4 separate regions of the Mus musculus genome follow, and regions 1, 2 and 4 are each linked to region 3. A link is a contact called in public promoter capture Hi-C data. All regions are on one chromosome and are shown on one strand. Each heading gives the region's core, a stretch centred on a gene start, on an enhancer-like site or on the middle of the called end of the contact. The rest is flanking DNA. Distances are from core to core; before and after follow the strand shown.

The links. Promoter capture Hi-C pulls out the DNA fragments that hold promoters and counts their contacts.
Region 1: a promoter capture Hi-C map of liver shows a contact between it and region 3, with 5 times the contacts expected there. The contact joins the promoter of Tomm6 here to the promoter of Aars2 in region 3. A contact is called at or near these places in 6 of 39 promoter capture datasets (the C10 cell line, the SN4741 cell line, hematopoietic stem and progenitor cells and 2 more), 1 of 484 Hi-C or Micro-C datasets (B cells), 3 of 115 datasets of contacts at active chromatin or transcription factors (astrocytes, large pre-B cells and thymic regulatory T cells) and 3 of 9 other capture datasets (adipose tissue, liver and pancreatic islet).
Region 2: a contact with region 3 is called in a promoter capture Hi-C map of liver, with 4 times the contacts expected there. The contact joins the promoter of Usp49 here to the promoter of Aars2 in region 3. A contact is called at or near these places in 5 of 39 promoter capture datasets (the HPC-7 cell line, hippocampal neurons, liver and 1 more).
Region 4: a promoter capture Hi-C map of liver shows a contact between it and region 3, with 4 times the contacts expected there. The contact joins the promoter of Mdfi here to the promoter of Aars2 in region 3. A contact is called at or near these places in 2 of 39 promoter capture datasets (both in liver).

Annotation. Positions count from the first base shown.
Region 1 is chr17:47,684,420-47,689,746 of GRCm38.p6, forward strand. Tomm6 (translocase of outer mitochondrial membrane 6) reads right to left here and starts at 3,967. Exons shown (of 3, transcript NM_025365.3): 1 at 3,480-3,967; 2 at 2,769-2,869; 3 at 2,226-2,589. The coding sequence starts at 3,607. The coding sequence ends at 2,773. Prickle4 (prickle planar cell polarity protein 4) reads right to left here. Exons shown (of 7, transcript NM_001290337.1): 6 at 4,863-5,067; 7 at 4,055-4,420. The coding sequence ends at 4,098. Tomm6os (translocase of outer mitochondrial membrane 6, opposite strand) reads left to right here and starts at 3,191. Exons shown (of 3, transcript NR_045945.1): 1 at 3,191-3,698; 2 at 4,149-4,230; 3 at 4,311-5,327. It overlaps Gm20517 (predicted gene 20517), which reads left to right. Exons shown (of 9, transcript NR_157366.1): 9 at 1-2,320. It also overlaps Usp49 and a transcript of Frs3 not described here.
Region 2 is chr17:47,626,755-47,632,105 of GRCm38.p6, forward strand. It overlaps Usp49 (ubiquitin specific peptidase 49), which reads left to right and starts at 3,936. Exons shown (of 7, transcript NM_198421.2): 1 at 3,936-4,161. The region is part of intron 3 of Gm20517 (predicted gene 20517); the gene reads left to right.
Region 3 is chr17:45,504,938-45,509,660 of GRCm38.p6, forward strand. Aars2 (alanyl-tRNA synthetase 2, mitochondrial) reads left to right here and starts at 1,904. Exons shown (of 22, transcript NM_198608.2): 1 at 1,904-2,144; 2 at 2,582-2,773; 3 at 3,544-3,689; 4 at 3,928-4,095; 5 at 4,459-4,603. The coding sequence starts at 1,917.
Region 4 is chr17:47,832,035-47,837,023 of GRCm38.p6, forward strand. Mdfi (MyoD family inhibitor) reads right to left here and starts at 1,257. Exons shown (of 4, transcript NM_001276390.1): 1 at 910-1,257. The coding sequence starts at 985.

The sequences.
Region 1 (5,327 bases), core at 2,717-5,216, 2.2 Mb after region 3:
ACTTCTCGGGCAGATGACAACCTGGACAGTGCTGACTGGCTGAGGAAGGTAGTGAGACTCAAGTGTGTTCGTCAGGGCCAGTCCCAGCCAGTTCTTTCACTCCAAGCTTGAAGTTTCTGTTGAACTTGTGAGACTTCACCAAGTGTTCATGAATTTACCATGCAAAGCATACGCGGTAACTGGGTCCCTCGCTTCGTTCCTAGAGTAATTAGGTGAAGAGTTTTATCTTTGGGGTGAAATTTTCTAGGGTCACTTGATTTTTTGTCAGCTAAGTGTGGGTCTCACAGGTGGGTCATTTTTGTCAATACTAAAGCTGAAAAGCACCTTCTCAGAACTGTGAGCTTCGCCTCTCTTCTACATTCCTCTGCTCTCCATCCAGTCTGTCACTGTAACTATGATGTACCGTCAACCCATGCTCCACTCTACACCAAGGCTCAGTAGCTATGAGTCAGGGGGGTCACTTTGTGAGACCTGCCCATGCTTAAGTTGGCATCTTTCACTTAAAAATACAACTAGCAGCTGGGGAAATGCTCATTGCTAGAGCACTTAGCACTCGAGGCCCTGGGTTTCACCCAGCTCCACTAAGCCAGCTTAAATGAAACTGCCCAACCAGCATCATGGCGTCAAAGAACAACAGTAAAGTTACTTGGAATTAAATCTTAGGTTCTGAATGAAGCTTCAGTTAAGCTCTGAAAGCTGTCATGTCTTAAGTTTTTGTCTCATCTGGCTTTTAACTTAAATCTTGTCATTAACTGCTCAATTATGGGATCATGGCACACTTTAAGGTTTTATTCCTCCAGAAATCAGTTGCTCTTTCCTAGTGTAGCCAAAATCATGTGGGTTCTAAGTCTCACACACTGTTTACAAGGCTGCTTCCTGGTCACCTTTTGGGGCTCTGCAAGTAATGGCTTCAAACCCAAGCTTTGTCCTCGAGTTCATACTCATGACCCTGGCTCCCCAGCCCTATTGTTTTTTTTTAAAAAAGGAAGTCTCAGTGTGTAGCCCTGGCTAACCTGGAACTCACTATGTAGGACAGGCTGGCCTTAGAGATACATAGCTTCTGGGATTAAGTGTGTGCCACCAGGCCTCCAGCCTGCCTCTTCAGAGTATCTGTAATCCCAGGGTAAATTCTAGGCCTGAGTTCCCTCATAGGGTGTTTCTCCTAGCCATCCCCACTCAGGTCCTACCTGCTAAAGATTCACAAGAGAATGGCAACCCCCGTCCTATGCATGACTAGGCACGTGGCTCAGTAGGGTGCTTGCCTAGCAAGCATAAAGCCCAGAGTCTGATGCTAGCACCACATAAAATCAGGCATAGTAAAGCCTTGAATCCTAACCTGTACCTGTGATCCTAAGAGTCGGTTCATGGAAACAGCAAAATAAGCAGTTCATGACCATCTTCAACTATGTAGCTAAGTTTGAGGCCAGCCTGGACTACAGACCAGCACAAGAACCAGATATCTCCCCCTCCCCCCCCCCCCCCCGCAAAAGAACAAAAAACAAACACTTTTAATTATGCCTCCCCCAACCCCAATTATTTTCTGGAGGTCAAATTGAAGCCTTTTCTGCAATGAGCTATACTGGTAGGCCTCAGAGAACTGACTGGATGAGCTATGTGCCAGCAGGTCCAGGAAAGCTGCTTTGTCTTTTTCCTTTTTTAAGTAACATCTGTAACAGTCATGCAGCTATGACCCAGACACACTAATCCTTTCCGACGCATGCTGTGACCCACAACCAGTTCCAAAGCGGCTGGTGCATAAAAAAAGTTTTAAAATACCCAGTCAATTGACTACATGAAACTATGGAGACCCCGTCTCTACCGCCACCTGGTTCCCTGGTACAGGAGTCTTTCTGTGCTGGTTTCTGCGTGCCTGGAAGAACACCAGACAGCAGCACCAGTGTGAATTTCAGGGTAGGGAGCACCTTTGTTTGTGAAGGAAGCTGCTTCCTTGTGCTCCCTGACACGTTTGTCTCCACCCACACATCACTGTCCACTCCTGCCACCAGGTCTCACTCTATCCCAACAATGCCTCCCTGGTCCCTGGAGAACCCACCTGGCAAACTAAAACGACAACCACCACCTTCTTCCTACAGGAAGACTCAGCAGTAGGAACTGCTCAAGAATCAGCTTTGCGGCACGTGTGCATCCCTGGGAAGTGGGTGGTCCCATTCCCATTTCATCTCCACTGCAGATCATGTTTGGGGCTCATGCCTGTCTCTTGAGTGTGAAATACAAGTCATGTTTATTTGATTTTTGTAAGCGGACTTTTTACACCTTGTTTTTGTAATAAGTTTCTTATTAAAAGAATAAAATACCTGTCTTTTATGTGCAGGCTTTATTTGAAATCTTTTTCAAGAACCATTACTACTCTTCAGGACAAGGGCAAGGACCATCTTCTGCAGAAAGTTGGGAACTGCACACAGAACCGTGCAGAGGCAACATCTCAGCCGACACTGGGGGATGGGGGGGCAGTGGGGGGGGGTTCAGGCAAGGAGAGGGAGTCAACTTCAGCTGCCACTCAGGTAGGATCTTGTGGTCACAGACAGTAGGCTGTCTTTGGAAAGTCTGAATACACAGGAGTTCCATTCTCTGTAAGCAGATAACAGCATCAGAAACGGGGAAACACAGGAGAACTGCTCTCACCTAGAAACACAAGGGCAAGGCTTTACCCCAAGAATCTTCCCTACTTCTGTGACTAGCTGACAGAACATACTGCTGTCTTCATCTTTTAGGATTCCTGAAATAGGCAGGGGAAAGTGAAGTCTTACCTGGCTACACCCCTGGCTGAGGGGCCATCAAATCAATGTCACTCAAGTTCCTGGCCAGCCAGACTCCCGCAGCAAAGAGTCCCAAATTGAGGATCAAGTTCCTGGGTCAAGAATACATTTCATTAACCCTACAGTCCGAGAGTCTCATGCAGCTAATGACATACTATGGCAAGTTTCCTCTCAGCACCACCTTCTGGAGGTGCTGACTGACACCTGATACAGGGGTATGTCCTCCTAATATGCACATGAGAATTTTACGTTCGCATCTACTAACACAAGCCAAGGCCAACTTAGTACTCTGCGGGGGCTAAAATTTGCTTATGCGTTGGCACCCCTTCCCTGCCTTCTAGGTTAGGGCGATTTCTTTAAAAATATGACGTTCTTTAATTTGTGTATGTGCGTGCGCGTGCACGCGACACAGCGCACGTGTGGAGGTCAGTACAACCCGCAGGGGTTGGTCTCTTCTTGTACCCTGCGGGTCTCATGGATCGGCGGGTCCCATGGATCCCAAATCCTCAGGCTTGGCGTCTGAACTATCGCTGTAGCCCGGAGCGTCATTCCTTGAAAGCCACGTGACAGGGTGTCTTTTGCCACCACGAGACCACAAGGTTCTCAAAGCGATAAAACCTCTGGGGATGCATGCCAGACTCACCAGGTAAGGAAATACAAGTTTAAGTTTATGAGGACCAGAGACGGCCCGGGCTTGGTTACCTCCGGAAGTCGTTTCGATCGGTGGCGAAGCGGAAGACACCGCGGAGCCAGTCTCCCACGTTGTCTGGAACCTCTGAGGCCTCGCTGGCCGACCCGGCGGCGCTCACCGTCACTCCGCTGGAAGCCATACCAGCACTAAGCACGTACCAACCGAGCGTCGCACCGGGTCGTCGCAAGCCGATTGCGCAACTTCCGATCTCCGCACTTCCGCCGATCAGCGTAAGAAATGAGCGAGAAGGCCCGCCCCCACCTCCTCCAGGAGTTCGTAGAGCCAGGACGCCTGATCGGAGGCGGAGCCCCGCGGCCCCGCCTCCCAGGGACGGGGGTCGGTTCCCAGTGCTGCTCTACAACCCAGTTAGTTTAAGCAAGGTGATGACGGTGAGGCTAGCCCAGCCTCTGCGGATAGGGGTTAGCTCACCCTGTAGGCGCTGGGCAGTGGGATGCTCCCAAGAAAGTGTCTTTCAGGTCAGAGAGCGTGCAGTACCAATGGGATTATCCCGCGTGCCTGGCTGCCTTCTGTGTCCGGTCTTTACACAGCACAGCCTTGTTATCTCGCTACATAAGTCCCCCCACCCCACCCCACCCCAATCCCACCACCCTGATCTCCAGGCCGCGCCACTAACAAATGGTGCAGTGCTTCCTGGAGATGTCTCTGTCATCTGCTTGCAGGTTTTCGGGGGTCTTCCAGGGCTCTGGAAGGCGCTGGCCAAAGAAAAAGCCTTCGGGTTCCGACTCAGAGGAAGAGGAGCAGGTGGGGCAGGGGCTGTCCTCTATGGGACTCCCGGGTGTCTGTGGGCCGTCTCTATCCTGCCGTTTGGATGCCCCATTCAGGGTTTCCAGGGTGAGAGTGGGAACTGCAGAGAGAAGCGCAGCTCGGGAGGTGATCTTGTCATCCGAGGAGGCACGGTTCCAGCCGACGCTTGGATCGGGTCCTTCTTCCTCTGTTCCAAACCCATCAGAAATGCCCATCTCAGAGCCCCCAAGTCCTTGTGCAAGAGGCGGGCCAGGGTTGCGTGCAGCCTCCCGCCCCGCCCCAGGCTGTGCCGTGCGCGCCACCGCTGCCGCCAGTCTACCCCAGGGGCCCCCCCGCCTCCGTCCACCAGTGGGCGACCGCCTCCCCCGCCTGGGAGCGAGTCCGGCGCCGCAGCCCCGCCGGGTGGGTTCAAGAGGCCTTTGGAGCTCGCAGGCCAGGGACGCGCGGTGAGAGCTGCGGGCCCCAATGCTCGCGTCTGGGGGTTGCGGTGGGAGGACTGGGTGTTGCTGGAGCGGGTAGGACAGCGTAGGCATGGGGCGAAGGGTTCTGATCTGGGAAATTACCCCCTTCTATGCTCAGCCCAAGCCGCCGCTCCCTCCCCTTAAGATCTGCACCGTCCCCTCCTTTACCAAAAGACGCTTGTCCTTCCGCTACTCCTACTGAGCTAGAGCCCGCACTTCTGTAGCGTTTTGAGAAGCAGCTGGGGCAGCATGGGCTACCCCCCGGCAGGGCATAACGTCCCCCATCCAGGGGCCCTGCGCAGTCCTGGCAGCAGAAGTGGTTCTCGTGCCAGCGCTGTCCCTCTGCTTCAGTGCAGCGCTGGGAGAAGATCAGCTGGGTGAGGGAAAGGAAACCGATTCATTCATTCATTCATTCATTCACTCACCCATTCTTTCATTCATCCAATAACCACGCCTTATACCCATTAACGCTATGCCCACAGGCGTTCTGATTTGAAGTACTTTGTGACTTTTGGATTCAGAGAGGGTGATTGGCTTTGGGCCGGAACGTCCACGTAGCAGGTGGCCCAGTCCGAAGTTGGACCCCAGAGCTTCCCTAACTCCTATCCCAAGATTCAATACGGCCTTTCATGT
Region 2 (5,351 bases), core at 2,686-5,185, 2.1 Mb after region 3:
ATCTTTCCAGCCTGTCTGGGGTTCTTTAATGTACTCACAGAGATCTGCTCTACCTCCCAGGGCTGGAATTAAAGGTTGTGTGCCACCACTGCCCAACCAAGTGTTTTTCTTTTTAAGACACAGCCTAATTGTGTACCTCTAACTGGCCTGGAACTATGTATACAAGGCTCACCTCAAACTCAGAGCTCATCCAGGTAATCTTCCCTGCCTCACAAAAGCAATAAAGAACAAAATATATTTAGTTTTGGATTTCCTTGGGTTTTTAATTTTTTCTTATTGTTGTTGTTGATTTATTTTGTTTTTGTTGTTTTTTTTTAAGCAGAATCTTATTTACCTAGGCTGACTTGTACTCTATAGACCTTGAACTGTTGAATGGACCTAAGTGTTGGACGATAAGTGTGTGCCTCCATACCTGGGAAAATGTTTACTTAGAACCAGTGACTTTTAGCTGGGCAGTGGTGGCACACGCCTCTAATCCCAGCACTTGGGAGGCAGAGGTGGGTGGATTTCTGAGTTTGAGGCCAGCCTGATCTACAGAGTGAGTTCCAGGACAGCCAGGGCTACACAGAGAAACCCTGTCTTGAAGAAAGAAAAAAAAAAGAACTAGTAACTTTTATTAGAATTTAACCTGGGATCCAAGTGAGACATTACACACACACACATAAAACATACATGTCTTAAAATGTATGTGTTTATATTGTGCCATCAAAGAACACTTGGATGCGTCTGTGGTTTTCCTACAGTTGATTAGGCTTCTGTGCTAAGGCAACGGGTATTCACTGTTCTTTCTAAAACTTTTTTATAAATTGCGTTCTATTTGTACATGTGTGATTGGGCACATGCATGTTGCTGTGAGAAGACAATGTCTGGGCATCATTTCTTGTTCCCATGTAGTCCCAGAATCGAATCCAGATGGTCAGGCTTTCAGGCTTGGTGGTAAGTGATTCATAGGCTGAACCATCTAGCCCCCCACCCCCACCCCCTTAAACTACATACATACACACACACACATACACACACACACACACACACACACACACACGTTTGTTTCACAGAGGATGGAGGATATCTTGCAAGCATATGTATCCAGGAGATGGAAGTGGAAGGCAGACTGATTGGCAGCACCTTTACCCACTGTGCCATCATGCTTTGCCCTTATTGCTCCTGTGTGTTGTTTTCTAAGACTTATTTATTTTATGTGAGTGTGCTGTCATTCTCTTCAGACACACCAGAAGAGGGCATTGCATCTCATTACAGATGGTTGTGCGCCACCATGTGGTTGCTGGGATTTGAACTCAGGACCTCTGGAAGAACAGTCAGTGCTCTTAACCACTGAGCCATGTGTCTTTTTTCTTGTCAGTGCAAATGACAGTCAAACAACAAAGGCTGCTTATTTTCCATATTATTTTAATACTACTTTGGGTCTCAGAGACCCTCTGGAAGGCTCTTGAGATTCTTTGCACTTTCCAGGCAGCACAGACTTCAAGAGCCAAAGATGTAGTATGTAGTATGTGGTGGTGGGTTGATTTTCCTTCTAGCTGTTGGAAGTGCACAACTTCCTCACTCAGAAAAGCACCTTGTTAGGGAAAGAACACTAAGATACTGCCTGCTCCAAGAAAGCAGCTGGGAGCTGGGCAAGAGGAGAAAGGCACCTTTTAAGGTTTTTATTCACTTTTGTAAGGAGTCACAACTTAGAATTCCCAAAGAAAACTGTTAAATGGGACAACAACGAGAGGCACCAAGTTGTGGCTCTAATTAGGGATCTGTAGTCCGGAGACTTCTTGAATTATACTGCAGGGTTCCCTCCACCATAGGAACTAAACCCAGGGCCTCAGTCCTCTCCCAGGACTTGAGTTCTCCTCCTGTGCCACAATCAAATTTTTGCTTCCTTCATATTTACAGACATAAATCCTTGAACCACTGTAACATATAATACACGTTTATTTCTTATTGTTTTTCTTAAAACAAAAGTGTTTTCAGCCGCCTAAGGCTGTCTTGGGTGTTGTAACATATCTTATTTGGAGGGACCCTTCCCCGCAAGGTCTGGCAGGCCAGTGTACCCAGGAAGCTTGCCTACCTTGCAAAGGGAGTCTTTCTGTTTCAAAATGGACCTTATCCCTCTCGGAAGTCCCTGGGGCTACTGCCATCTAGGTCTGATTTATTTCCCAGTCCCCATTTGGGGAGCGATGAACCTTTTTCCGTCCCGTCGAAGAGGATTTCATAAGACAGCTGAATGCCGCCTGAGTCATCCGTGGTAAAAGTCCACACGTACGTGTGTGTGTGTGTGTGTCAGGGCGCCAAGAGTAACTGTGTGTATGTGTGTGTTCTCTGGCTGCTGCTACACCGTAAAGAAAACGCAAAAAAAAAAAAAAAATACCCGGAAGTGGGAAAGGCCTCTTTGGAGCAGCGAGACGTGCAGAAGGTAAGCCGCAGGGTATGCAAAATTCCTTTACCTTTACAGATCGTAGGGGTGGGGGTGGGGCGCTCGGAAAAGTGCCTGGCCCTTTAAGGAGGAGGGCCAGACAGTAGACTCTGTACCTTTAAGAGCCTCTTTGTCTAGAAACCTTCTTCCGTACCTCAACCAAACTTTGCCGGTGACTCGCGCCGCGCCGCGCCGCGTCTTAGCCTCTCACACCGGCCCGCCACAGCCGCTGACCCGAAACTTGGTGCCCACGGCACAAACCTGCGTAAAGGGCGCGGGGCCCCAGGTCGCGGCCGGGAAGGTGCGCCGTTGGCGCATTGCGGGACCTGGGGGCGGGGCTCTGACAGGCGGGCCAATGGGCGATAAGGGGCGTGGTCCGCCTGCTCGTCTTGCGCCCGGGTGACAGCTCGCGCGTGCTGATGATGGCGGTAAATAGAGAGGGGAGGGAGCTGGGAAGGGGGCGGAGGGCCGGCGGAGCGGCCGAGGGGGCGGCCCGGGGGGCGTGAGGGGCCGCAGTGGCTGGGAGTTCGCGCAGATATTCGGAGGCGGGGACACGCGGCCCGGGCATGCCGGCCCTCCCCTTTTAAAGGAAAGGGAAAAAAAAAAAAATCCCCTCACACACCCGGTGAGGGGCGACAAAGGCGGCGTGCGCCTAGCGGGCGGGAGGAGCGGCGGCAGGGGGCGGGACCGCGACGCCGGCGGGCCCCGGGCGCCCGGGGCGGGGACGGCGGGCGGCGACAGCGAAGGCGCGAGTCCCGGCGCGCGGACGCTGCGTTTTGGCGGGGTGGGCGACGTCTGGGTTGTGAGGTGAAAGGTTTGAAGGGAGAGAGGGGAAGGCAGGCTGGGGCGGGGACGGAAGGGTTTGCTGAGTAGGAGATGAAGAGGATTAGGAGAGAAAGGGTTAGAAGCCGGAGAGTGGAGTGAGAAAGAAACCCAGGCTGGCCCCGGGATGAGGTTAGGAAGCCCGGGGCTGGGAAGAGGGATCCGGGGTCAGGGCTAGGAGCAGGGGTCTGGAAGAGGCAAGGCTTGGCAGGTGGGAGGTGTTGGGCCAGGGCCAGAAGAGTTGCAAGTGGAAGACAAGGAAGGAGCAGAGCCGGGGTAGTAGTTGGGAGTGGAGGAGAGTGATTAAGAGCCAGACGTGACAAGGGTGTGAACTAGTGCAGAGCTGGGGATGAGCTGAAGGGCTGGGAGCCGCTGGGGTGGGATCGACAAGGTGTGGGTCAGTAGCTGGTGAGGGGTGTAAATTCTGTAAAGTGAGGGAGACAGGAGACCTGGATCACAACCAGGTGGAATCAAGAATCGGACGTTAGTGGAAGGGCTAACGGGAAGCGAGCTGAGAGCTGGGCGTTAATAGGACAGTTCTGGGAGAAAAAGAAACAACGCTGAAAGGACGCTAGAAGCGGGGTGGAAGGAATGATGGTGAGCTGGGAAACTGGAGAATTGCTTGTCGAGGAGGTTCAGCAAGGTAAAGATAGTGGAGTCAAAAGATTGGCCGAAAGGCAACCCGAGGAGATGGGCCCTGGGAATTAAAGGATGGAATGGGGAGTGGGGAAAGAGAAAGGAGATTAAGGCAAGCTAGGGAAGTCCTGGTGGGTATAGAACTGGGGTGGGCTGCACAGGAGTGGGAAACGAATGTTTTGCCCTGAAGTGCCCCAGAAGGTCTGGAAGGGGCAGGGCACAAACGCTGTAGTGAAGGATCTGAAGTAGAGAGCCTTTGGTGCAGAAGATAAGGAACCATGGTGAGTGAAAGGGGACCTAGAAACAGGGGGAAAAGACTGAGAAGTGGGGGACCAGATGGGGGTGCAGCATAGGAGTTCTTTGTTAAGAGAAATGTGTATTGAATTTGTGAGTCCTTTTGTCCCTAATAGTAGGAAATTCCAGAAACCTTTTTCTCTCTTCAAGGAGTCTTGGATCCAGTTTCCATCTTTCGCCTGAAAATCCACTTTCATGTCCACTTTGAAAAGATGAGACCCATTTTTACTTGATTTTGTTCTTGTGGGATAGAAAAATTGGCAGCCTTGGGTGCTGAAAACCTCTTGGTTTCACTAATGTTGTGCTAAAGGGTAAATGAATTGTGTTTATTTACAATGTGCCTGTGGGATGTGGTAGTTGGGGTGGGTGGAGGAGCTGTTTTAGAGCTAACGACGCTGGCCAGGGCCAGGGCATCTCATTGAAGAGTACACCGTTGGGGAGAGAAAGACATGGTTCATTTGGTTTTTATTAATCAGACAGATTTCTGCCTAATTGTTTTCAGCAACTGAAGAATATGGAGAGAGAGAGAGAGAGAGAGAGAGAGAGAGAGAGAGAGAGAGAGAGAGAGAAAGAGAAATAACTAACCAGGGAAGTTTACTGAGCAGGAGTCTGAAGTCACTGCTCTAAGGGCGTTGAGTTCGTATGCTGCTTGCAGCTTTGTGTGGAACATTTTTCATGGGGTAATTTCTCCCCAGATCTTCAGACAGTGATGGAGAAAGGTTGACTGCAGAGCTGAGGAGAGTTTTAGAGCTGTGAACTCATCTTTTAGATTGCATAATGGCTTTATGAGTACCTTTTATGAAAAAACTTCTGTAAGATAAGATTGCAGTCCCTCTGCCTGTTGTATTGTATGATTGTGAATAGGAAGGGCATATTAATATTCTTTAGAACCCTTTGATTTGTAAGGCACATTTTTAATGAAAATAATTACATTTATTTGTATGTATGTGGAGCAGTTATGGAAGTCAGAGGACAACTTGTGGAAGTTGGCTCTTTCTTCGCATCATTTATGTACCGAGGATTGAACTCAGATAGTCAGGCTTGGCAGCAAGCTCTTTTACCCAATAAGCCATCTCTCTGGCACTATAAGACCATTTTGGAAATTAAAGGGAAGATGAGAATTTGGGGACAAATTTAAACTTATTCTTTATTGGTAGTGTGCTTTAGTGATTTTTCA
Region 3 (4,723 bases), core at 654-3,153:
CCCTTAGTCCCTATCTGTTACAGGATATGGCCAGCATATCCTGCCCCCTGCCCCCTATCCTAAACTTCTCCAGCCCAGGGGCTGGGCTACCCTTCCCCCAACTACCCTTCCCTATATAACCCAGCCATTTCTGTACCCAGTCCTTTTGCTTCTTCTTCTCCTTCTCCTTCTCCTCCTCCTCCTCCTCCTCCTCCTCCTCCTTCTTCTTCTTCTTCCTGACAGGGTCTCTGAGTAGGCCTGGCTGTCTTGCACTCTGTAGTTCAGGCTGCCTTCAAATTCACAGAGAGCCACCTGCCTCTCCTTCCCAAGTGCTGGGCGTAAGTGTGAAAGCCACTATGTGCTGCTTTTGAGTTAGTCTAAAGTACAGATTCGCTACTATAACACAAGGGCAGAGGATCTCCTTCTCCTCTAGCTGGGAAAACGGGCTCATCGCAGTTAGTTAAAGAATTTCAGTGTTTTCTCAAGGTCACCAATCTCAAAAATCCCCATCTGGCTTCAGGTTTCTGTTCCAAACACCCTGGAGGAAACCAAAAGAGGCAGAACAACACCTTTAACCTACATGGAAAAGAGAAGGCAGAGGATCACGGGATAGATATACAGGCTTGTCAGAATTCACTATTGCTATAGAAACTCAAGTCCAAAATAGACTATGTATTCCCCGAAAAGAAGCTGTGCTTCAAAAGTTCAAAAGACCCAAATAACACACAAAGACTGGTGGCCAAAAGAGCCCCCTGGGTGGCCAAGGCTGTCCTTCTGACCACAAAGACCTCAGTTCTGTAACCTCTAGTGCAGTGGCTCTCAACCTTCCTAATGCTTCAACCCTTTAAAACAGTTCCTCATGTTGTGATGGCCCCTAACCATAGAATTATTTCATTGCTACTTCATAACTGTAATTTTGCTATTGTTACAAATCGTAATGTAAATGAATGATATGCAACCCTATGTGGTTGCAACCCACAGGGTGAGAACCACTGCTCTGTTGGGTCTTAAACTTGGCAAATCCCTTTCTCTTCCTAGATCTGCTAACTTTCCCAGACTAAAGGTCAAGCAAGGTCATCATGAGAAGTCCTTGAGCTGTCTAGCTGCACCCACAAGGTCTGTTACCATAGAAAGGAAGTCAAGGGGACTGGGCCTGCCAGGACAGGTATCTCTTTTCTCTCAGCAAAATTCAAAGCCTCAGGGCCCTGGGAGGCTCATGGAAAGCCATCGCCACAGCTCTCAGCCAACAGCTTTGTCCTGACCTGTCGACCTGGATTCTCTCATCCCCAAGCAAATTAAAAGACCAAATGTCATTAAGCAATTAATAATGGAGCAGATGCAGTCTGGCTTCTGTGTCTCCACCAGACTCCTGCTCCAAAGAACCTGCTTCAGTCCCTAAGGACAAAGTGGCTCTGCAAACCGAGGGCAGAAGAGGACCTGGCAAGGTCTTAGAGCAGTGCCTGGCACTTACGCAGGGTTCTTGACCACCTCTTGAATACTCACGATCCCTTGGCACTCTTCAGCCTGGATCAGCACAAACCACACGGTCCACGCACCGAATTGCACCCACACCTGTTCCTTTGCAACTCCACAAAATCAATAGCACAACAACCATTACTGCCAGAATACAGATTTTGGAAGCAGAGGCATTGTGTTAATATTGCTACTAACGTTCAAAATACAGCCTAGCATGTAATGATCTTTTTATAATTATCTGTTCAATCCTGGATGAATTAAGGGCCTACTCTATGCAAAGTTACGGTATGCTGAGCCGCTCGCCAGGGGAAGAAGTCCCCTTCTTGGGGAAACACTTTCACTAGAAGCTGAGACTTGCCCCCCCCCCAAGTCTTCCACCCGCCAGGGGCCGCTGTAGGAAACACTAGGCGTCCTTTCGAACGTCACTCTTTGACCCCGCGAAGCCGTTGCCCGGAGCTAAGATGGCGGTGGCGTTGGCTGCCGCAGCCGGTAAGCTGCGGCGAGCCATTGGGAGGTCGTGCCCATGGCAGCCTTTCTCAACCGAGCCCGGTCCACCCCACGGAGCGGCCGTGCGGGACGCCTTCCTGAGCTTCTTCCGAGATCGCCACGGCCACCGGCTCGTGCCCTCCGCTACCGTGAGGCCGCGCGGCGACCCCAGCCTGCTTTTCGTCAATGCAGGCATGAACCAGGTAGGGGCGGGGCCACACCGATCGGGGGCGGAGCTCGGGAGTCAGCCTGAGAAAAGCGCTTCAGGATTGGACCAAAAAAGTGAGGGGCGGAACTCTGAGTGGAAGAGAGGCTGGGTAAAATGGGGTGGGGGCCTGGTTAGGTCTTGGGGAATTAGCTTGGAAACTTGTGGGGAGAAATTAAGTTTATTATCTCTGGATAGCAGCTGTGAAGTCCTGAGGGGCAGGCTCTGAGTGGAAGACTATTTAAATAAATAAAATTCATCCATTGAGTAGACATTTATTGCACTCCTGCTAGGTGCTTGGTAATATTCTTGAAGCTTTGATTCTGTCCAACCACTTCCCTTATCTGTAAATTTTACTACTTTTTACTAGGCAGAGTCTCTTGTTTAAGTTCATTTACCTCTTCTCTACCCTTCCTGACTTTTATGTGCTTCTAGTTCAAGCCCATCTTCCTGGGCACAGTGGATCCACGAAGTGAGATGGCAGGCTTCCGACGTGTAGTTAATAGCCAGAAGTGTGTCAGGGCTGGAGGACGCCATAACGACCTGGAGGATGTGGGGCGTGATCTCTCTCATCATACGTTTTTCGAGATGCTTGGCAACTGGGCTTTCGGGGGTGAATATTTTAAGGTGAGTTTCCAGGGAGCTCTAGAGTTAAAGTCTTTGAACCCTGAGTGCTGGATGTTGTGACCAAGAGCTAAACACAGTGTGTTATAGGGGAGACAGAAAGATGACTGGGTTGGTAAAGTGCTTGTGGATTCCCCAGAACTCGAATTTAAAGTGCGGGCTAACGGTGTGTGCCTATGATGCTGGAATGGCCAGATGGGAGATGGAAACAGATCCCTGAAGAAGTTCACAGACAAGCTAGTCTGGCCAACATCAAAGTCCCAAGCTAATGAGAGACCCTGTTTTAAACAAAAATTAGCTCCTAAGTACAGTCACCCATAGTTGTCCTTTGACTTTCACAAGCACATGTCCACATGTTACAGGTGTGTACACCACACATACACGGGCACGGGCACACACATACACACACGACATCCAATAGGAAAGAATATGCCTCACTTCGCTGATTGAAGGAAGGGGTTGTCTCCTGCTTAATGGCTATTTAAAAGTTAGCTGAGCAGATAGCCAGGCAGCTGTATTGAGATTGTCATTGGACATGAAGTCCCCAGGTCAGGGTGTGTGGGTTGAGAGGCTTAAGGAGAAGATAGAATTCATCTGGGTCTGGAAAGAAGGTAGGCTTGTAAGAATGGGGACAGGAAAAACTCAAGGCAGAAATGGACATGGCTTGATCTGAAACTAGGGTGGGTAGTGGGAATGGTTTTTGTCTTGGCCTCATGATCTTGGGTGGCCCCAATGTCACATCTCTCCACCCCCCGTGGTGGTTTTGCCTACAGGAGGAAGCTTGTAGCATGGCCTGGGAACTTCTGACTCAAGTCTACGGGATCCCTGAGGACAGGTTGTGGGTCTCCTACTTCAGTGGTGACTCCCAGACAGGACTGGACCCAGACCTGGAGACCAGAGACATCTGGCTAAGCTTGGGGTAAGTCAGGCCCCTTCTTCTGTCCCTCACTGGCAATGGGAAGAGTGGAAAGCAGACAGTCAGTACAAACCCTCATGAGTTCGGTATGTGCCAGCGTCCTGTATGTCACTCAGCCCTAGGACCCTTCTTCCTGAGCTGGACTTGGGTGAGAGGTTGTCATAGCAGGAGGCAGGGAGGGAGAGGTTGCCAGCTTCTGAACATGCCAGTCTCCCACCACTTATATGGCTCTCTCCCCCAGAGTGCCTGCCAGCCGTGTGCTCTCCTTCGGACCACAAGAGAACTTCTGGGAGATGGGAGACACTGGGCCTTGTGGGCCTTGTACTGAGATCCACTATGACCTGGCTGGGGGCGTGGGAAGCCCCCAGCTGGTAGAGCTTTGGAATCTGGTCTTCATGCAACACTACAGGTAATGGTGGCCATGGCTACCATTAGTTGTTGGCTTAATTTAAATGTTTTTTAAAAAGAAAAACTGATCTAATTTTCGTCCTTGTCCATGACAGCCTGGACTAGTTAGTTACTGATGCTCTCTGGCCTCCTGTCATACAGTGGAGTTAAGCTTGGGGATTCCTATGGTTTTCTTCTAGCGTATCTTGCTTGGCAGGTCTCTCTAAAGACAAAGACTCTGTCTTAGCGGGCATGTCTAGGTCCATCTGCCCTCAGGTCCCTGCTACTCTCACGCCGTGGGTTATCAGGTTTCTGCTGAACTCGAGCACCTGCCTCAGACCTGCCAGACTCAGTTGGCCTCACCTTTCGCACTTTTCCTGGCCAGAGAGGCAGATGGAAGCCTGCAGCTGCTGCCGCAGCGACATGTAGACACAGGAATGGGCCTGGAAAGGCTGGTGGCCGTCCTGCAAGGCAAACGTTCCACCTACGACACCGACCTCTTCTCTCCACTGCTCGACGCCATACACCAGGTAAGCTCCCTTCTGCCTCAACTCCATTGTTTTGTTAGTTTTCCAGGTGTGTGTGTGTGTCCGGTATTGGCATTATAAGCATATGCCACTGTGCCAGCAATTGTACGTGGGTTGCAGAGG
Region 4 (4,989 bases), core at 7-2,506, 2.3 Mb after region 3:
AGGGCCTCTGACTGAGCCCAAATAGGGGCTTAAGTCAGGAAACCTGGGCCTACACCTCTGCACCCTGGCCACTCTGACTCTGAACGAATCTGGATGTCCATATGAGCCTCTAGGAAACTCTAGACTGTGAGGGCCGGGGGTTGGAAGGCTAAATTGGCAGAGGTGCCCCCAGGGAACCACACTCTCTTCCTTAGTCTGTAGGCTCCTGGGGCAATCAGGGTAGTTTAGCCTCTGAGGTGGGGGAAGGGACATTTTACTACGTTGTAGATTGTGTGTGTGTGTGTGTGTGTGTGTGTGTGTGTGTGTGCCAGCGTGAGTCCCATATAGGGTAGGGTAGGGACTGACGGGAGGGAATTTCAGCTAGCAAGAAGGAGAGAAGGGGCCAGGTTCCTAACCACTAGTTGCTGAGACAAAAGTTTTCAAAGAGCGCTCCAGCTACATTCTGCTTAGTTTGGGGGAAGGGAAGAAGAGAGACTCAGACACTGCCCCCCCCTCCCTGCCACACACCCCGCCTAAGGCCCTCATAAATATTTACACACTGGGCAGAAATGGTTCGGCCACAAATCCCAATATTATGGGCAGACATCGCAGACATCACGGAGTGTGTGTGTGTGTGTGTGTGTGTGTGTGTGTGTGTGTGTGTAGCTGGGGCTAGGGGGAGTTGGAGCCAACTCTGCACAGCCATGGCCGCCTGCTCCGGGCCCTGCCTCCTCACCCTAGCCCTCTACTCCCCTCTTATCCCCTTGGACCTGGTCCCCAATACTGAGACTTCCCATCCCCACCCCCACCCAAGCTCCTGGGAGCCATCCGCCTGTACGTCTCCAAGAGGACCAACAACCCCACCCCCAAAACTTCTCTCAGCCTCCACACCACTCTGGTCTAACCTTCGATCTCCATTCCCGCTCCTACCTGGGTCCAGGGCAGCGCTGGGGACTCCATGAGGCGCGTCGCAGCGAGAAGGGCACTGACCGCTCACCTGGGACATCGGCCTGGGACCTGGAGAAAACAGCGCTCAGCGGGCGGGGCAGGCCTCCCTCGCGTGTGCGTGGGGAAACGGAGTGGGTGCCCTAGCGCATACTCGTGCAAGCTGCGCGCTGCTGGCCTAGGCAGGTCACCTCGTGGACCCCGCCATGCGACACCTGGGTGTCGCCCGCGCCCCCTCCCCGCTCACTCGCTCTTGGCTCCCATTCCAGCGCCAGCTCGCACCCACCGATCGCCCCTTCCTTCTTCCTTCTCTCGTTCCAGCCCCCTCGCTCCTCCCCTCTTCCCTGGCCCACCCCGTCCCCGCCCCCTCCTCGCTGTCTCAGCCCCCCTCAGGCGTCCCCTCCCCCGTGCGGGACTCGCTGCTGCCAGGGCAGGACACGTCTGTCCGCGGGGCGTCCGAGGCCTGAGCCCCCACAGGAAGCCAGCTCGTCTGGTTTCCTCCCCTCGCTCAGAGCCAGGATCTCCAGTCTCCCCAGATCTCCGCCTACCCAGGGCCGGGAGAACCTCGCGGCTTGCACAAGGGGCCGCATGTTTTCCTTCGGTCTTAAACTTTGTAAAAGTTTCCAGAATATCAAAAGAAAGAAGTCACAATCATCCTGGGACAATGGTCTGAATAGTAGTAGCCCTCAAATCGCGTTGTCCCGAAGATCAGAGCAATCTAGTTCTTTTGGTGCCCTTTGTTCAAGTCCTGGATTTCCATTTCGGAGCTGGGTGCCTGGAGTTAGGGGCTCAGTCCGTCAGAAACTGGCTCTCCGGGAAGCTGGGCTGGTGTCGCATCAGCCTCCTGGTCCCATAGCAGCCAAAAACACCCCCAAGGCCCGCCATCCCCGCCAGTGCCAGTTGGACACGGGAATTCATTTTAGACAGACTGCCCATCACCAGGCTGTCACTCCAACTTTCTCACACGAGGGTGAGTGTAGAAGGAATTGAGGAGAGGCCAGTCTGTTGATCCGGCTGGTATGGTAAGCTCTGGCTGTGCGGAGGAACTGTCACCAAAAAGTGGGGGGGGGGCTCGGAGACCCTCAGAGTGACCCCAGGAGCTTGTAGGCAGCCAGGTGGGGCTTGGCAGGTCCGTGGAGGTGATTCTCAGGTGAGAAGTCCCTCTGGGACTCACACTGGACCTGAGCTGCCTCCAAGCCCGGCGGCGTCTGGGTCCACACCACCAGAGCTAATTAGGGAGGCGGCGGCGCCAGGACACCTCCTCTCAGCCTGCGTTACAACCGAGAGGAAAGCTGGGACGCCAAAGATGGAGCTCCCCCTCGGTCGCCTCCCAGTCCTCGAAGTCACTACTTACAGCTCTTGTAGGTCTTCTGGGCGCCGTCGGGGCCGGGACCCGCGTGGCCCCCACGGCGCCCGCAGCTCTCTCACCGCCCTCGGCCACGTTCCGGGGATAGGCAGGGGTGGCTGCGCTGGGGGGAAAGTGGGACGGGAGGGAGTCCCGCCCTGGACGTCTAGATGCTCGCTGCGGGAGACTTGGCGCCCTAGAGCCTCGGAGGTCAGGCTGCTGTCTGGGGGCGTCGCAGAGTTTGGGAGCACTCCTCCTTCCTGGTAGCGGCTGAGTCACTGCGACGCGCCCGCGGGAGGGTTTGGCGGCTGCTGCATTCTTCCCGGCTTACCTGAGCCGGTAGGCCGGGCCTCACCTGCCTTCAAAAGCAGCTCCCCAGTCTCTCCTTAGCTTCAGCGCCCCGCCTTTTTAAGTTTTTCTGTTTCAGATCAGGGCCTCTGGGACTAACGCAATCCTTGAGCCTCTTTGTTTCTAGGTCGTCCAGGAGGATGTCAAAGCGCCCCACCCCCCCTACCCCGTCAGAAGTCTACCTTTACATCTGTGTGCAGAAACACCTTCACCTCATGCACGCTAGTCACACAGATGTGCCCCCTTTGAGGACACAGCAATCAGAAGAACTAGACAACAGCATTTGTGATACTGTACCAAGTATCACAAGGGTACTTGTGGTGCGGGAACTTCCTGTTGTTGGGACAACATGCAGTCCAGTGTGGCCACAAAGTCCTCTGTGATGAGCTGCTGCTCCTACTTCCCAAGCGCTCTGATTACTGGGCCCCACATCTGCTTTGAGGGGCTCTAGAGATGAGGTTTCCTGTATGCTGGGCCAGCACTCTTCCCACTGAGCTATCTTCCCACCATGAGCCTTTTGGTATGGTACCTAGTATTTGAAAAAGAAAAAAAAAGCAGCATTTTGGTAAGGAGGGATCAAGGTGACACAGAATCTCGTTGTGTCAACAAGCTGGCTTGAGCCTCCTGACCCTCTGGCCACAGCACCCTAGATGCTGGGATTACAGGTGAGCACCACTATGCCTTGCTTCATCGAGTTGTTTCTTATCATTATATTATTTTTGAGACAGGGTCTCACAATGTTGCCATGGCTGGCCTGGAACACACTATGTAGATCAGGCTAGCCTCAAACACTTGCTTTGCCTCCCAAGGGCTGGGAGGTGTATATCCCTAAGCCCCACTATTGCTAGTACTTTTAATTCTTAGAGTATTATATAAAATAATGAGTTTCATCATGTGTCATTCTTCCGACTCGTTCCCCTCCCCCACTGCCATCTCCTTTGCCCCCTTTAGCTGGTTGCCTCTTTCTTATATTTATTCCCAGACCCTTGCTCCTCTCTAGCTCCCTTCACATCTTTTTCTATCCCCTTTCCTGGAGTTTCATCACATGCATATGCATATCTGTAGATACATACACATACACGGCTGTACCCATATGTGTCATCTTAAACCAAGGCTCCACCTCTGAGAGAAGATGTGCAGTGTTTGTCTTTCTGAGCCTGCCTTGTTCTGCTTAACATAGTTTCCAGTTTTAGCCATTTCCCCCGCAAACATCACGGTTCCACGTTCCTCCAGGGCTGCATAGAATCCTATTGTATGTGTGAGCCAGATTTTCGAAATCCATTTATCCGTCAACGAGCATCAAGGGTGGTTGCTTCCTCTATGAACAGCACAGCAGTAAACACGGTGAGCGGTGAGCGAGTGTCTCTGCGGTCCTTCAGGTGCATTCCAGGAAGGGTATAGCTGGGGTTAGACACCAGCAGAAGCTTGCGTTCAGTGTGTTGAGGAGCCTCTACATGGTTTTCCATCTGGTGCAGGACCACATTCCCACTGGCAGTGAATAAGGGCACCTAGCCTGCATTAGTGGCTTCTCCCGTGCCCCTTGATGACAGCCATTCTGACTGAAGTGAGATAAACAGGGTTGGATGCCCTTTTGACATCTGCACCTGAGCCAAATGGTCCACCTAGTCTTGCCCTGGTACTGTCTCCTCCTAAGGGACTTGGCCAGGCTACCTAAGACACATTTCATGTGGCGTTGCTACCCAGGCATAGCTCCTTCCTTCCTTCCTTCCTTCCTTCCTTCCTTCCTTCCTTCCTTCCTTCCTTCCTTCCTTCCTTCCTCCCTCCCTTCCTCCCTCCCTCCCTCCTTCCCCCCCCTCCCACCTTTTATTTTCCAAGACAGAGCTTCTCTAACCTGGAACTCACTCTGTAGACCAGGCTAGCTTAGAACTCACTGCCATCCTCCTGCCTCTGCCATCCCAGTGCTAGGATTAAAGGTGTGTGTCTTCACCACCCAGCTTTCTTGAAACCAACTGTTAAGTACAGAGGAAAATTCAGCCTAGGACCTGGCACCCCCATCTGCCTGGACCATGTTCCCCAACATCTGGGCAACTCCTTTTTCCTATGTAGACCAGGCTGGCCTTCAACTCACAGAAATCCATCTGCCTCTGCCTCCCAAGTGCTGGGATTAAGGACTTTTGGCACCTGCCTGGTTTCTCTTATTTTATTCATGCTTGTACATGGTATGCATACATATGTGTGGGTGCATAGACATGTATTGTTGTGCATCCCATGGTTGCTGAGACCTAAGATTGATGCAGGCTTTCCTCTTTCATGCTACTCATTGCGGAAAGGTCTCTTCTCCATCATACCTATGGCTCACAGATATGGCTAGTCTTGCTAGCCAGCTTGTACCAGGGCTCCCCAGACTCTAC